Linked DNA regions of Hordeum vulgare: region 2 is linked to region 1. Evidence: chromatin contacts called from public Hi-C data. All regions are on one chromosome and are shown on one strand. The core of a region is the stretch at or near the end of the contact, and the rest is flanking DNA. Distances in the headings are between cores, read along the strand shown.

What was found. Hi-C and Micro-C count contacts between places; a contact is called where the count stands out from the background.
Region 2: a contact with region 1 is called in a Hi-C map of seedling, with 3 times the contacts expected there. The contact joins the enhancer-like site here to the promoter of LOC123425353 in region 1. A contact is called at or near these places in 2 of 6 Hi-C or Micro-C datasets (leaf and seedling).

The regions. Positions count from the first base shown.
Region 1 is chr1H:82,364,766-82,368,414 of MorexV3_pseudomolecules_assembly, forward strand. It overlaps LOC123425353 (anaphase-promoting complex subunit 7), which reads left to right and starts at 1,399. Exons shown (of 18, transcript XM_045109042.1): 1 at 1,399-1,585; 2 at 1,871-1,939; 3 at 2,089-2,139; 4 at 2,287-2,406; 5 at 2,510-2,572; 6 at 2,676-2,791; 7 at 3,270-3,354. The coding sequence starts at 1,517.
Region 2 is chr1H:82,772,689-82,776,239 of MorexV3_pseudomolecules_assembly, forward strand. No RefSeq gene overlaps it. Among protein-coding and RNA genes, the nearest start is that of LOC123425362, 150 kb to the right of the region's middle. Within about 2 kb of position 1,528, at least 3 of the 3 cell types and tissues checked have open chromatin away from gene starts, as enhancers often do. A contact at or near this core is called in leaf and seedling, where this site is marked.

The DNA of each region.
Region 1 (3,649 bases), core at 149-2,648:
GCACGTGCATGAAGATTTTTCGATTGTCATCAACAAGGTCAAGCTGACATAGGGGAGCGTCGACAACGACGCATCGGTGGCTCGTTCGAATAACGGTAGTGGTCGCTCGATGGTCTCGAAATTTTGATGTAATTTTTTTATTATGTTTAAAGTGCTTTGTACTTTCGATAATTTTCGATAATAAAAAGAGTTGGCATATGAGGTGCTTCATGTGGTGAGATTTGATGTGAGGTGCTTCAAATCTATTCAGTGGTTCAATGACCACGACTACAACTCCAAGGGACTGGTCCTTTGGGGCACGTGCATGAAGATTTTCTTATTGTCATCAACAAGGTCAAGCTGGCTCAGTTAGGGGAGCGTCGACAACGACGCGTCGGTGGCTCGTTCGAATAACGGTAGTTCGATGGTCTCGAAATTTTGATGTAATTTTTTTATTATGAAAATGCTTTGTACTTTCGATAATTTTCGATAATAAAGAGTTGGGAGGTGCTTCATGTGGCGAGATTTGATGTGAGGTGCTTCAAATCTATTCAGTGGTTCAATAACGACGACTACAACTCCAAGAGACTGGTCCTTTGGGGCACGTGCATAAAGATTTTCTGATTGTCATTAACAAGGTCAAGCTGGCTCAGTTAGGGGAGCGTCGACAATGACGCGTCGGTGGCTCGTTCGAATAACGGTAATGGTCGTTCAATGGTCTCGAAATCTTGATGTTGTTTTTTAATTATGTTTAAAGTGTTTTATACTTTTAATAAATTTCGATGATAAAAAGAGTTGGCATATATGAGGTTAGGAGAGTAAGGGCCAAGCGCACGCACGATAATTACACGTTGCGGGCTCGTTTAAAGGAGAACCCCCGCACGTCATCTCTTGTTAAGAGGCGGGCTACGGCTGGGAGTGTCCCCCGCAGCACACACACAATGCCAAATCGACATTGCATACCCTAGACGACCATTGTCCGACATATTTAAGCTCTAGCTCTCTCTAGAGACGATAATGAAGGGAAAGATCGATCCATGATATTGAAATCAAGGAACGCAACAATTCCCTGTTGGGTTCGTGCGTGCGCGGCCTCCGACAATCCCAAACCACAGAGATGCCAACTCTAGCCCTCCAAAGCTGGAGTCATAGGCGCGCACCATCACGCCCGGCCGATGCATGGGACGGCCGGCACGTATATATCCCGGCGACGTCGGCGCTCGATTAGCGGTCTGGTACTATTCGAACGAAACGTCGTATTTCCCCCCCAAAACGGAAAAATAATGCTGGCCGCTCGCGTGAAATTTCGAAGCGGGCCCAAGTAACTGGGCCGCACAAGCCCGGGTAGAGCCCATTCCGAACCCCCTCTTTCTCCTATCTCCCTCGTTCCTCCTGTGTACTGAGCAGTGAGGGGAAGGGAGTGACGGTTCTCCAATCACAAACCGAGCAGCGAAATCCCAATTCAAAAATCCCTCGGCAAACCCTCATCAGCGAACAGCGCGCCGCGCCAGATCGGACCGCCGCGCGCCCGCCGTAGATGGAGGCGGCGCGGGATTCGATGGCGGCCCTCCTCGACGCCGGCCTCTTCGACTCCGCCCAGACGCTCGTACGTAACCCCCGCCCCCGCCCCCACTCTGAAATCGCTAGGGTTTTGCCCCGGATCAACTGCTCCGTTGCTTGCCTGTGGCGCGCGTGTGCCGGCTGCTCGCTGGTGGCTAGGTAGTTGAGCTAGGGAGCGAGCTGGCTTGCTGGCCTAGGAATTGGAGAAAGAATCCCGCGCTCCAAAAGGGGGCCTTAGCCGAGTTGCGAAAGGAAAACAGGGGTTTCTCGTTAGATTTTCCTTCTGTACAGAGGTTTTCAGGTGGGAATACTAATTCTTCATGACTTGCAGGGATGCTTTCTTGTGTCTTCTGGCGGCGCAAGTAACGAGGCCAGCATGTCCATGAAGGCAGAAAGCTTGGTAAGTTGCCCTTTGTAGCTCGGTAGGGGAATTGGGTACTAGCTCGGTCCTACTCTTAAACGATGTTGCACTGCCGAATGTCCATTTCTATTGCCTAGATGGCACAATGTTCACATTTCGTGCCTGAAATGTTGCGTGCTGTATTGCAGGTCCTGCATGGTGATGCGTTGTATGGGGAGAAAGAGTTTCGGAGGGCACTGGTAACATTGCCGAGAAACCATGCTTGATTAGAAATTTAGAATGCAACGAGGAACTTTATTGTGTCGGAAAGCTGAGCATACATTTGACTGTTCAGTGCTTACGGTTGAAATTTAAGTTTCTTATTTTCCACTTTTTGATCATTATAGAATGTCTACAAGCAAGCTATGCAATGTAGCAAAAGTATCCCCAGACAAGCTACAAGTACTGCCAGAATCTCAGTTTCCACTACTGTCCGATCAAATGTTACGCCGTTCAATGAAAATGAGGTGTGAAGACCACAACAGACCATTTGATGTTTCTTGCGTTGGTAATTTATTTTCTATACACCTCTAGCAAGTAACTCAGTTCAGTTTTGCTCTACTGTTGTAGGTGAAGTCTAAAATAGCTATTTGCCATTCTGCTCTACATGAGTATCGTGAAGCACTTCAAGAGGTTTGGGGTTTTAAAATTTGTGTAGGATGATTTGGATCTAGATGTGGTTTGTTCATCTGACAATGACAATTGGTGCAAAGTTTGACCTACATGTTTTCTGCAGATGGAAGGGATTCCTTCTAAATTGAGAAGTCTAAAAATGAATCTGATGTTAGGCAAGCTTTATCGGATATCCAGAAATAATCGTGCGGCTGCTATATGTTATAAAGAGTGTTTGAGGTACAACATACCAAAAGCTTTGCTTTCTAGGTCCTGAATTCTGCAACTAAATAGTCCCTCTGATCCATAACATAAGCTGTTTTGGAGTTTCTCTCAGTCAAACATTTTTTCAGTTTGACCATCATTCTACAAAATATTGCCAAAATGTTCAATATGGAATTGATAGTACTAGATTTCTCATGAAATGTACCTTTATAATATATAATTTACTGAATTACATCTGTTGTAACAACATACTTTGTAAACATTTATGGTCATAGTGTTACCTTGAAGACTCTGTCATGGTCCTAAATTACTTATATTATGAATCAGAGGAAGTAGGTCACAGATATTGATATTTTCTGTTCGATCATATTTTCGTACACATCGATATGCAAACCGCAAAGTTTTTCTCCACTAAGAGTATTGCCTCATATGGTTACTCTTTCATGATGTAATTTGACAAGTTGTTTTCGACATCTTTGTGCTTTTCTGCTAGGCAATGTCCTTACATATTTGAGGCTATTGCAGCTTTGGCTGAAATGGGGCTTTCTTCGAAGGAGTTCTCTTTACTATTTTCCCAAGTAAGTGCACACTTTTTTTGTGTAAGATCTTAAAAGGAAGCATGATCTCTCAAGATGATTAGTTTAATTTCAGTAAAAACAGATAAATATCAGTTATGCTAGTTTGCTGTATGCTGATTGGTTGTCAAATTTCCTGCTTGCGGAGCTCTCTCTACCTATTAGCCGAGGTGGCTAGAAAAGTTGACAGGTTATTGTTTGCTTTACTATACAAGCAAGAGCCGTCAGTTTACACAAGAAAGGTGTTCGATTTTTTTGTGGGGTCTGCATATTCTAACAACGTGCATTTGCAGTCTGT
Region 2 (3,551 bases), core at 278-2,777, 410 kb after region 1:
CTTTCTTTCTTTTTTCTAGAATTTCGTTTTCTCTATGATTTTGGGGCGTTTCTTTTTTCCAGCTCTTCGGTATTCACCCCTTTCTTCATTTTGTTTTCTTCAAAATATTTCTACAGTTTTCAGAAACATTTGTGTAGATCATGTATACTAGGTTTTTTTCCATTAAACTAACAATTTTTAAATGCATGATTACCATTTGTAAAAAAACATAGCTGTTGAGTGTTTTTTCATATAAATTATAGATTTTTAGATTTAGAATAAATATTTTAATCTAAAAACGTTAATGATAAACCTTTTTTATATATGATATTAATTTAATTTATTTAAAATATCTTTTTATTCGATTTTAACCCAAATTATATCTTTTTTATACATCAGTAATAACTTTTTATATATTTGACATTTCATAAATATATTATTAATATTTATTCAAGTATCTTGTACTTCCTCTGTTTCTAAATATTTGTTGTTGGGGAGAACTAGGCTAGTTCTCTCCAACAACAAATATTGTGGTACTGAGGAAGTACGTGTTTAACACTTATAGATACATGATTTACATTTGTTCTTACATGATCAAGAATTTGAAAAAATATATAGTTTTATGTATTACTTACTCTGTACATAAATACTTGTACTTGAGGAGAACTAGTCTAGTTCTTTCCAACTACAAATATTTAGGAACAGAGGGAGTAGTTTTTAATGCATGGTCGACATTTTTGTTCTACATTAAGTATGTTTTATTACAAGTTTAAAATTTGGATATCTACTTTTTCCATTCACAATATACAAATTTTTTATACACATCAGAAATAAAATTATATACATGTGTAGCGTTTCGGAAATGATTAAGATTTTCAAAAATATAATATTTATGTCTACTTTTTCCATAACTATTGTATATTTTATGTACACATTTTCATGTATATCGGAAACATTTTCTCTATACATATTAAATATTTTCGAAATGCATGATTAACATTTCTAAAAATTGTGGGTAAAGTATACTTTTGTAATATATATGCTTCAAATATTTGGAAGTATACAAGAAATAAAAAAGAAAAGAAAAACACATATGATAAAAAGAAAAAAAAAGCCAGTGGCCACCTACGTGCCTTGGTTGGCCCAGTATGGCGCTCGTTTCACGCGAGGCTAGCATCGAACTCGCGTCGAGGGAGGTATAGACGCACATGTCCACACATTTTACCAATTTCACTGTAACTCATGAAACATGCGCAAATAGGAGTTGGGCAAAGGAAGCGTCCAGCAGGCAAATGAACCAGCTAACTGGGTCGCCGCAAAATAATGTTAGCCATGAGCTGGCCGCATAGGGTGCAGTACCATTCAAACTACAGTTTGGTTAAATGTTGGGATAGACTTTGTTGTAAATTTGGTTATGGCAGAAAAGTCTTCTTGAATAATGAGAATCTCCTTTTCCCCGTCAAAAGACAAACAATCTAGGTCGCCGTACACATAAGCTCCCCACTAGCGCTGAGCTCTCCTTCTTTTGCGGCGACTATATCTCACTTCACGCGAACAAAAGGATACCTCGTGTGAAGCATCTGCAATAATGGGCTGGCCCATTAGCACATACTAAAACAAGAAAGTAGGTAGAAAAACTGGTGAGCTCCTACCTGCCGCTTGTTGCGGTAGGGACAAGCCGCAAAGAACAGGAGCTCACTCCAACTGGACCGGCCCCGAATTGTTTTCCTAAAATCCAATAAATGTTTTTCTATTTTTTTTTCTTTTTTTCTTTTTTTCTTTTTTGCTTATTTGCTTACTTTTTTTTGTTTTTTTTGTTTTTATTTCTTTTTTTCCTTTCCTTTTTGTATTTGAATCACAAACATTTGTCGAATTTGAAAAACAATTTTGAAAATCATGAACAAATTTGGAGACGCGAACAATTTTCTAATGTACGAACATTTTTTGAATCTTTAGAACAACAGTTTGAAAAGGAGAACTATTTTGAAAAACCCAGAACAAATTTTAAAGTGCGAACAAATTTTTAAACACGAACAGTTTTTCAATTTGAGAACAAAATTTTGAAACAGAGAACAATTTTGAAAAATCGTGAACAAATTTGGAAGCGTGATTTTTTTTTAAACACGAACATTTTTCGTATCTTGAGAACAAAAGTTTGAAAAGAAAAACAATTTCGAAAAACCTAAAACAAACATGAAAGCATGAATAAATATTAAAAGCACGAACATTTTTTGAATTTTGATTTTTTTCTGAAACCGAGGACAACTTTTAAAAATCGTGATCCAATTTGGAAGCGCAAACAATTCTTTAAAGCACAAACATTTTTTCAATATTGAGAACAAAATTTTATAACGGAGAAATATTTTGAAAAACCACGCACAAATTGGGAAGATCCAATAACAATTTGAAAAGCAAGGACATTTTCTAAATTTTGAGAACAAATTTTAAAACCGAGTTTTTTTTTCAAAAATCCTAAACAAGTTTGGAAGCACGAACAATTTTTTAAAGCACACACATTTTTTGAATCTTCAGAATTGTTTTTGAAACGTAGAACTATTTAAAAAACACTGAATTTTTTTGGAAGGAAGAACAATTTTTTTAAACACAAACATGTTTTAAAACATGAATATTGAGAACAAAATTTGAAACGGATAACAATTTTGAAAATTCCTGAGCAAATTTGAAGCGCAAACAATAATTTAGAGCATGAACATTTTTTTAGTCTCGAGAAATTTTTTTTACAAAATAACCTAGCAAATTTGAAATAATTATTAAAGCACGAATATTTTTTGAATCTTGAGAACTAATTTTGAAACCGAGAACTAATTTGAATCTTAAGAATAAATTGGAAAACCGAGAACAATTTTTTTTAAAATTGAGAATGTTTTTTGAAAATACAAAACCATTTTTTAAAAATCGAGAACATTTTTTATACAGAAAAAGAAAATAAAAAACAGAAAAGAAAAAAAATCGGATCAGGGAATCTTCTAGAAGTTTCCAAAAACTAAAAAAAAAAACTGCTTGATCCAGTAGAACGTTCCCAAAACCGGAGTGCTGCAGCCAGGCAGCCCTCTCCCGCTCCGTTCCGTGTGAAGCCCCGACATAATTTCCCACAGAGCCGCGAATAAGGTTTTCCGCTCCTACCCGCCGCTCGTAGCGGCAGGGACGAGCTGCATCGCACAAGGGCTTGCCCGACTGGCCGGCCCAGCTTATTGTTTTTCCTTAAAATATTTGTAATTAACTTTTTATTTATATTTTCCTTTTCTGCTTATTTCCTTTATTTTTTACTTTTTTGCTTACTTTTTGTTTATTTTTCATTTTATTTTCGTATTTGAAACATTTTGTTTTTTCTAATTTGAAGAACAATGTTTAAAAATCGTGAACAAATTTAGAAGCGCGAATGATTATTTTATAGCACAAACTTTTTTTAAATATTGAGAACAAAATTTTAAAAAGAGAACAACTTCGAAAAACTCCGAACAAATTTGAAAGCGTGAACAAATTTTTAAAGCATAGACATTTTTTGAATTTTGAGAACAAATTTTGAAACCGAGAACAATTTTGAAAAATCA